Linked DNA regions of Mus musculus: region 1 is linked to region 2. A link is a contact called in public HiChIP or PLAC-seq data. All regions are on one chromosome and are shown on one strand. Each heading gives the region's core, a stretch centred on a gene start, on an enhancer-like site or on the middle of the called end of the contact. The rest is flanking DNA. Distances are from core to core; before and after follow the strand shown.

Region 1 (3,463 bases), core at 299-2,798, 120 kb after region 2:
CTGGGGAGGGGCTTTGCAGGTCCCCAGTTCCCTCTCCCAAGGGAATGGTCTTGGGGAATGGAGTAGGAGGCCATCTAAGCGCCAAATGTGATGTACTATTTTAATCTAATTCGGAATCTATCACTCTTGGGTAACAAGAAACGAAATTAGAGCTGGCCCTGTGATGCTTAAAAGGTGGGAGTCTTCAGCAGTAGCCCATTAACAGTGCGTACACAGGTGCTACCATACCCGGGCACTGAAAATTCTCTTAATTTGAAATTAACAGAACTTTGTACTAAAGGCAGAGAACTGAAAACTACGACATAAGCCCTAACTACCCTATCTTTAGTTCATGTGCACTGAGGACTCAACTGGTCATGGTACTGGAAGGAAGAGCGACCTATAAAACCCTCCCTAGGGTTCCAAAATCCAAAAGCTCCTCAGGTTCCAAAAAGAAAAGCTCATTTCTTTGAAATTTCCAAGATGAAACTTAAATAAATAATAAAAATCCCTAACCTGAATGGTTACAAATTATTTTTTTTGGAAGCCATTAGCCATTTTCTCATAATCAAATTATTACATCCCATAAGATTAGGAACCTACTGTTGGTCACCACTGAGGGTTTCTGAGGTGGAAGATCCATCTTTAAGCCTGCAGGGGCAAACAAACTGTAATGGCCACACCTTCCAGTGCCAAGCAAGCTCATCTCTGTGAATTCTCTAGATCCTTCTCTACAAGACAGCTCACTATGAGATGGCACTCAAGCTTTCTCTAAATCTCAGAAAACACCTTCAGGAAGTGTTTCCACTACAGCATACAGCCCTATCTGCTGTCTGGTATTTCAGCACTGGCCAATCTAGCTACAGACAAGGGAAACTGCAAACAGGTGAACTTGTTTTAATTAAAAGGCTCCATTTTTAGTTGGGTAGATATCATCGACTCCGTTGAGCAATACTTCTTAAATTCCTCTCAGCAAATGCAAATGGGGAAAACCTAGGTTAAAAAGAGAAGAGACTCTGCCTAAGGTTTGGAAACATTCTGACTGCGAACACGAACACGAGTGAAGACTAAAGAACTCCCCCAGCTGAAGCCAGCAGTCAGTCAGTAAGCAAAGTTCTAACTTGCACTAAAAAGACCCCAGGGATTAACGGGCATTAATTACCTTACTCTAAATGCAAGTTAGTGACTTTGTTCTAGAAGCCCCTTTGACTTCGCTAATTGGTGGATGACCATTAGTACAACTGGATAGCTCATCAGAGGTGAACAGACAAGTGGGCTTTTCAGCAAAGAGAACCACTTGTCTTCACCAAGTCTTTTCCAAATGTCAATATGCTTCAAGTTATACCAAAGCTGGGAGATTTCATCTTGCTTTTCAACCTGTCTAGGTGGCCTGGGTGGGTTTCTGCCGGCAGCAGTTTCCTACCTTTGGTTTCTATGCTTCTATCCACGAGGGGGGATTAATTAGCCGGGCTGAAGCTGGAGGAGGCTGTCGTGACGAGCCCAGTGGCGATTGGCCGCCCGCCTGCCTGGCCCTGCCTTTATAATTTCCACACGAGTGCATCTGGGCTCTTACACAAACCAACAGCAGCTTCTTCTGACAGACACACACTCACCCCCGACGCACACTCTGCACACTTTTCCTCTACCTGATTAACAGTCCTGCACACACCATGATTACGGGAAAACGTAAATAAATACGGAAAGGGGTGATTATTTTGACTACTGGAAGAGCTTTGCTGGGTCTCAGCATAACTTTTGTTTTTATTACCGAGAAGGTGCTCTCTCCACGCGTCTCTCTCTGACACGGATTCTTTAGCGGAGGGGAGAAAAGGGGAGAGCTCAGCCTTTCACTTTAAGACCCGCTAGTCTCGAGCGGGGGAAAAAAGGCCAGCAGGGCAGGGCGGCCCCCTGCTGCAGCTAGTCCGAGAGAGGCTCGGTGCCTTTTGAGCGTGGTCCCCTTTCTCCACCGAAGTTGGCTCCAGCGCTAGCAGCCGCATTGGATCCCACAGCCTATTGCGAGACTCCGGTGTACAATCCGGATCTCTGCCCCAACATGATCGCGGCCCAGGCCAAGCTGGTCTACCACCTGAATAAGTACTACAACGAGAAATGCCAGGCCAGGAAAGCTGCCATCGCCAAAACCATCCGGGAAGTCTGCAAAGTGGTCTCCGACGTCCTGAAGGAGGTTGAAGTGCAGGAACCGCGTTTCATCAGCTCCCTCAATGAGATGGACAACCGCTACGAGGGCCTGGAGGTTATCTCTCCCACCGAGTTCGAGGTGGTACTCTATCTGAACCAGATGGGGGTGTTTAACTTCGTGGACGACGGCTCCCTGCCTGGCTGTGCGGTGCTGAAACTGAGCGATGGGCGCAAGAGGAGCATGTCCCTCTGGGTGGAATTCATCACCGCCTCTGGCTACCTCTCGGCACGCAAAATCCGTTCCAGGTTTCAGACACTGGTGGCTCAGGCGGTGGACAAGTGTAGCTACAGAGATGTAGTAAAGATGGTGGCTGACACGAGCGAAGTGAAACTGAGAATCCGAGATAGGTATGTGGTGCAGATCACCCCGGCCTTTAAATGCACCGGGATTTGGCCGCGGAGTGCTGCCCACTGGCCGCTTCCCCACATCCCCTGGCCAGGACCCAACCGGGTGGCAGAGGTTAAGGCTGAAGGGTTCAATTTGTTGTCCAAGGAGTGCCACTCCCTGGCCGGCAAGCAGAGTTCGGCTGAGAGCGATGCTTGGGTGCTGCAGTTTGCAGAGGCCGAGAACAGACTGCAGATGGGGGGCTGCAGGAAGAAATGCCTCTCTATCCTGAAAACCCTGCGTGATCGCCACCTGGAGTTGCCAGGCCAGCCCCTGAACAACTACCACATGAAGACTCTGGTGTCCTACGAGTGCGAGAAGCATCCTCGAGAGTCGGACTGGGACGAATCTTGCCTGGGCGATCGGCTGAACGGAATTCTTCTGCAGCTCATCTCATGCCTGCAGTGCCGGCGGTGTCCCCATTACTTCTTACCGAACTTAGATCTGTTTCAAGGCAAACCCCACTCGGCCTTGGAAAACGCTGCTAAACAAACGTGGCGACTGGCAAGAGAGATCCTGACCAACCCAAAAAGTTTGGAAAAACTTTAGAGGATGATCTAATCCAGGGCTGACAAGAATGAGCATTCTTCTCAAAGTCCCGACGAAATGAAAACTTCCTGGTTGATTCCTATGTACTATTTCTCGAGACAGTGCAAACAATCTCTTCCTTTAAAAGGAGTAACAACACAACATTTAACCATCATCTCACACAGGGGAAAAACCACACCACAAGCATCTTTATGGAGGCATCCCCCAGCTCCCCCGAAAAGTGCACAACACCCCAAAACAGCTGGCTGCAATGCAAGACCATGGCCAACTCCAGCAAAGGATTATAGTAATCTTGAGACTTAGGTGCGGCTGCCTTCCAGCAAACAGGGCCCGGATGTACCATCGGAAGCA
Region 2 (3,508 bases), core at 682-3,181:
GAGGCAGAGATGCAAGAGAGATTACTATGAAGGTTAACAGATGAGTGCTGCTCATGTTTGCTGATCAATGTTCACAACATGCCGGGCTAGGAAAGACTGGAAACAAAGTATACTCAACCAAGATCCATTTTACTGAGGGTGTGGAAGACCTTCCGGGGTAGGGGTACGGGGCCTGGTATGAGCTGTGGGAGTGCGGGGTCTCCTGTAGCCTGTACCCACTGACTCCAGAAAGAGGCCATCTCCTAAGAAGGCACTTTGCTTATGTTAGCACTTGTTTCTCAAAGACGACTGAACCCACCAGGGCATAACCCAGTGCAGCCAGGGCTAAATCCTATCATACCTGCCCTGGCTGAACTGCTTTCTGTGAAACGCCTTCTAGGAGACAGGGGGAAGGAGAGAAAGAAGCAGTGAGAGGAGACAGGTATGCAGGTGGCAGTCTTGTAAAGTAGAATGTCTGACCAGGGAAGAAAGTTACTGAAAAATAGATAACCTGCTCCAGGTTTGCCTTGGTGCTGAGCTGTTGGTACACAACATTCCAAAATGAACCAAGTCTCATTATCAAGCCAAAGGGAGATTCAAAATATCACAGCATTAATTCAGCAGAATAAAATGTCCTCTGATATTTACATAAATGAAAACAATAATTTAGAAAGACTACATTGAGACTTCAAACGACTTTAGATCTGGCCATTATCAATGTGTCTAAGACTGTAAGTGAGTCCTGACCACACAACTGAAACAACTTAGTGAGGTCCATCTTCACAAAGGGAAGCAGATGACAGTGTCACACCACCAAGCTCTCTGCTGATGGGAGCCGGGGAAGCAAGTGCCTTCTAGACAGTTCCTTTACAAACAGCAGGGTGCCATCTTCACTGTTCTGAAAGTGGATATTATGAAAGCCTTTGCTGATAATTTCTGAATCAGTAATTAGCATTTCCCAATAGCACACAATGAAAATAACACAAAGATGAAAGAAAGATCTAATTGACATATCTGAGGCTGATTGGCTGTACCACGTGTTTTTGTGGGGGAAGATAAAAAAAAAAACAAAAAAACAAAAAAACAAAAAAACAAAAACAAAACAAAAAACAAAAACAGACTAGCTAAGTATACCATAAAGATACAACAAGAAAAGAGGAGCCTGAATTAAAAGTTAGCTAAGTACAAGTCAATGTGTGCTGTTAATTTCTTTGATAGTAACGTCTACATTCAAAGTTTATTAAACAAATCTGCCACATCACCCTCAGTGCTGTAGATATGGAACACAGGGTTTGGGGGTCATGGTATTTTTCTTCCTCTCGCCCTAACTCTGAAGAACACCTAACGTCTACTTGCTCTCCACTAGTCAAAATGTAAGTGTGTTCTTGTGTTTAATTTGGATTTTGAACTTGTTAAATATTTCATCAACGTAAAGATGCATATTAAGGTGGTTAGGAGATTGCTACCAGCTATCGAGCTTCTTGCTCCTTCCCCTGAAAAGCTGCTTAGGAGAGCAACCCTAACAATGAGGCACCATGGCTCTGTGCTCAAGCTCACTGAGGTAGCTCGTTCATGGATCACAAACAGGAGACTGAACCGACTAACATCCTAGAGGATCAAAGCAACATCCCTTGTTGATACCCTGACTATATCAAAGGAAGACATCAGGGGTGCAGGGAGGAAAGGGCTGATAGGCGCGCAGGAAGGTGAGCAGAGGAGCTAGGGCCATCCCGTGCTGGCAAGGTCTTTCATTTACATCAGCAGGAAATGAAAAGTGAGTTGATTTTTTTCCCTTATGAACTTTACAAGCTCATCTCTCTGGGAAAGTGAGCAGCAGCTGTTTTGGATACAGACACATCTGTCTTGCTGGTTCTTGACAGCCCTATCATGTTAGTGCTCTGTAGTAGCAAGGAACATTTCAGCAAGAAAATGAAGTGATACTGAAGTGATGTAGCCTACCTCCTGTGGGCACGCTCTCCTCAGAGTGCATGCAGAGAGCAGCTCTGCTACCCGTGGCAGATCAAAGGAGAGATCAAAGCAGAGCCTGCCTAAGTAAAGGCAGCTAGAAAGTGGCAAGTTCTTGTGATTGCTGGTAAATATTAAAATGTATTGAATATTTTAAAATGCAGAATTGATGAGCCTATCTGTAAATATATAAACCCTGCATGGTCCATACGTTCTAGGTGCCAGCCACACAGCACTACTTGGCAGGCTTACGTGTCTACCTCTCATCACGGGGAGGTCATTTAAATCATTTTTCTTTTTGGTGAAGTTTGGAATAGGTATGATGACACGTTTTATGTCAGTTCAGAGCTTAGCACTCATTTGTCTGGCGTGAGTGAGCTTAAAGCTTCTACTGATTGGACTTCCTCTTATTGCTCAGGCGCAACTTCAACACCAGTGCAGTACCAAGGCTAACTTCTTGAAATGCAATGACAGCGAGCACGTGGCTAGAGAGACACTCAGCAGTTAAGAGCACTGGCTACTCTAGCAGAGGACCTGGGTTTGTTTTGCAGCTCCTACAGGGAGGCTCACAACTTCCTATAACTCCAGGTTCAGGGAAATCTCGTGCCCTCTGCTGGTCTCCATGGGCCCTGCAGGCTTGTAATGCACTTATCAACAATGCAGAAACATAAATTCAAATAATATTTTAAGAAAACTAAATTATTGACATAAAAAAAGAAGTACAAATAATACTTAAGGACAAATATTAGCTTAGAACAAGACATACAGTGTTATTCTTGATCTTCCTAATATCCACACGACAGGGAAAACACAGCGGCTGTAGGCTGTAGCTGAGATGGCTGTATGGGAATGGAAGGTAGGTTTGAAACAGTGGAGCATCCAGGGCAGGAGGCACAGATGTTATTATATAAAATTGTGATATGATGCTAGCTATCCCATTTTACTATATGTACAGAAAAGCAGAACTTCCTCTCAAGTAGCTCTAGCATATCTAATGTAGAGCAAACCTTCTCCAACTTTATCTCTTGGAGCTGGTGAGGTGGCTCAGTGGGTAAAGGCACTGCCTCTAAGTCTGACAAGCTAAGTTCAGTCCTGGAACTCATATGGTAGAAGGAGAGAACCCTAAGTTGTCCTCTGAGCTCCACAGCTACAGTGAGGTACCTATGCACAAACATATACATACTTCACACACACACACACACACACACACACACACCTGCATACACACACACACACACACACACACACACACACACACACACCTGCATACACACACACACACACACACACACACACGCCTGCATACACACACACACACACACACCTGCATACACACACACACACACACCTGCATACACACACACACACACACACCTGCATACACACACACACACACACACACACACACACCTGCATACACACACACACACACACACACACACACACACACACGCCTGCATACACACACACACACACACACCTGCATACACACACACACACACACCTGCATACACACACACACACACACACACACACACACACACACACACACACACGCCTGCAT

The links. HiChIP or PLAC-seq counts read pairs in DNA pulled down with a chosen protein or histone mark.
Region 1: an H3K4me3 HiChIP or PLAC-seq map of bone marrow-derived macrophages shows a contact between it and region 2, with 2.0 times the contacts expected there. The contact joins the promoter of Mab21l1 here to the enhancer-like site in region 2. A contact is called at or near these places in 7 of 39 promoter capture datasets (the 3T3-L1 cell line, 3T3-L1-derived adipocytes, the SN4741 cell line and 4 more), 1 of 15 datasets of contacts at CTCF or cohesin (the NIH/3T3 cell line), 2 of 484 Hi-C or Micro-C datasets (forebrain and nephron progenitors), 3 of 115 datasets of contacts at active chromatin or transcription factors (bone marrow-derived macrophages, embryonic hindbrain and neural tube) and 4 of 9 other capture datasets (adipose tissue, bone marrow-derived macrophages, liver and 1 more).

The regions. Positions count from the first base shown.
Region 1 is chr3:55,780,962-55,784,424 of GRCm38.p6, forward strand. Mab21l1 (mab-21-like 1) reads left to right here and starts at 1,549. Exons shown (of 1, transcript NM_010750.3): 1 at 1,549-3,463. The coding sequence starts at 2,033. The coding sequence ends at 3,112. The region is part of intron 41 of Nbea (neurobeachin); the gene reads right to left.
Region 2 is chr3:55,658,075-55,661,582 of GRCm38.p6, forward strand. The region is part of intron 49 of Nbea (neurobeachin); the gene reads right to left. Among named protein-coding and RNA genes, the nearest start is that of Gm46804, 48 kb to the right of the region's middle. Within about 2 kb of position 1,932, at least 22 of the 459 cell types and tissues checked have an H3K27ac peak or open chromatin away from gene starts, as enhancers often do. A contact at or near this core is called in bone marrow-derived macrophages, where this site is marked.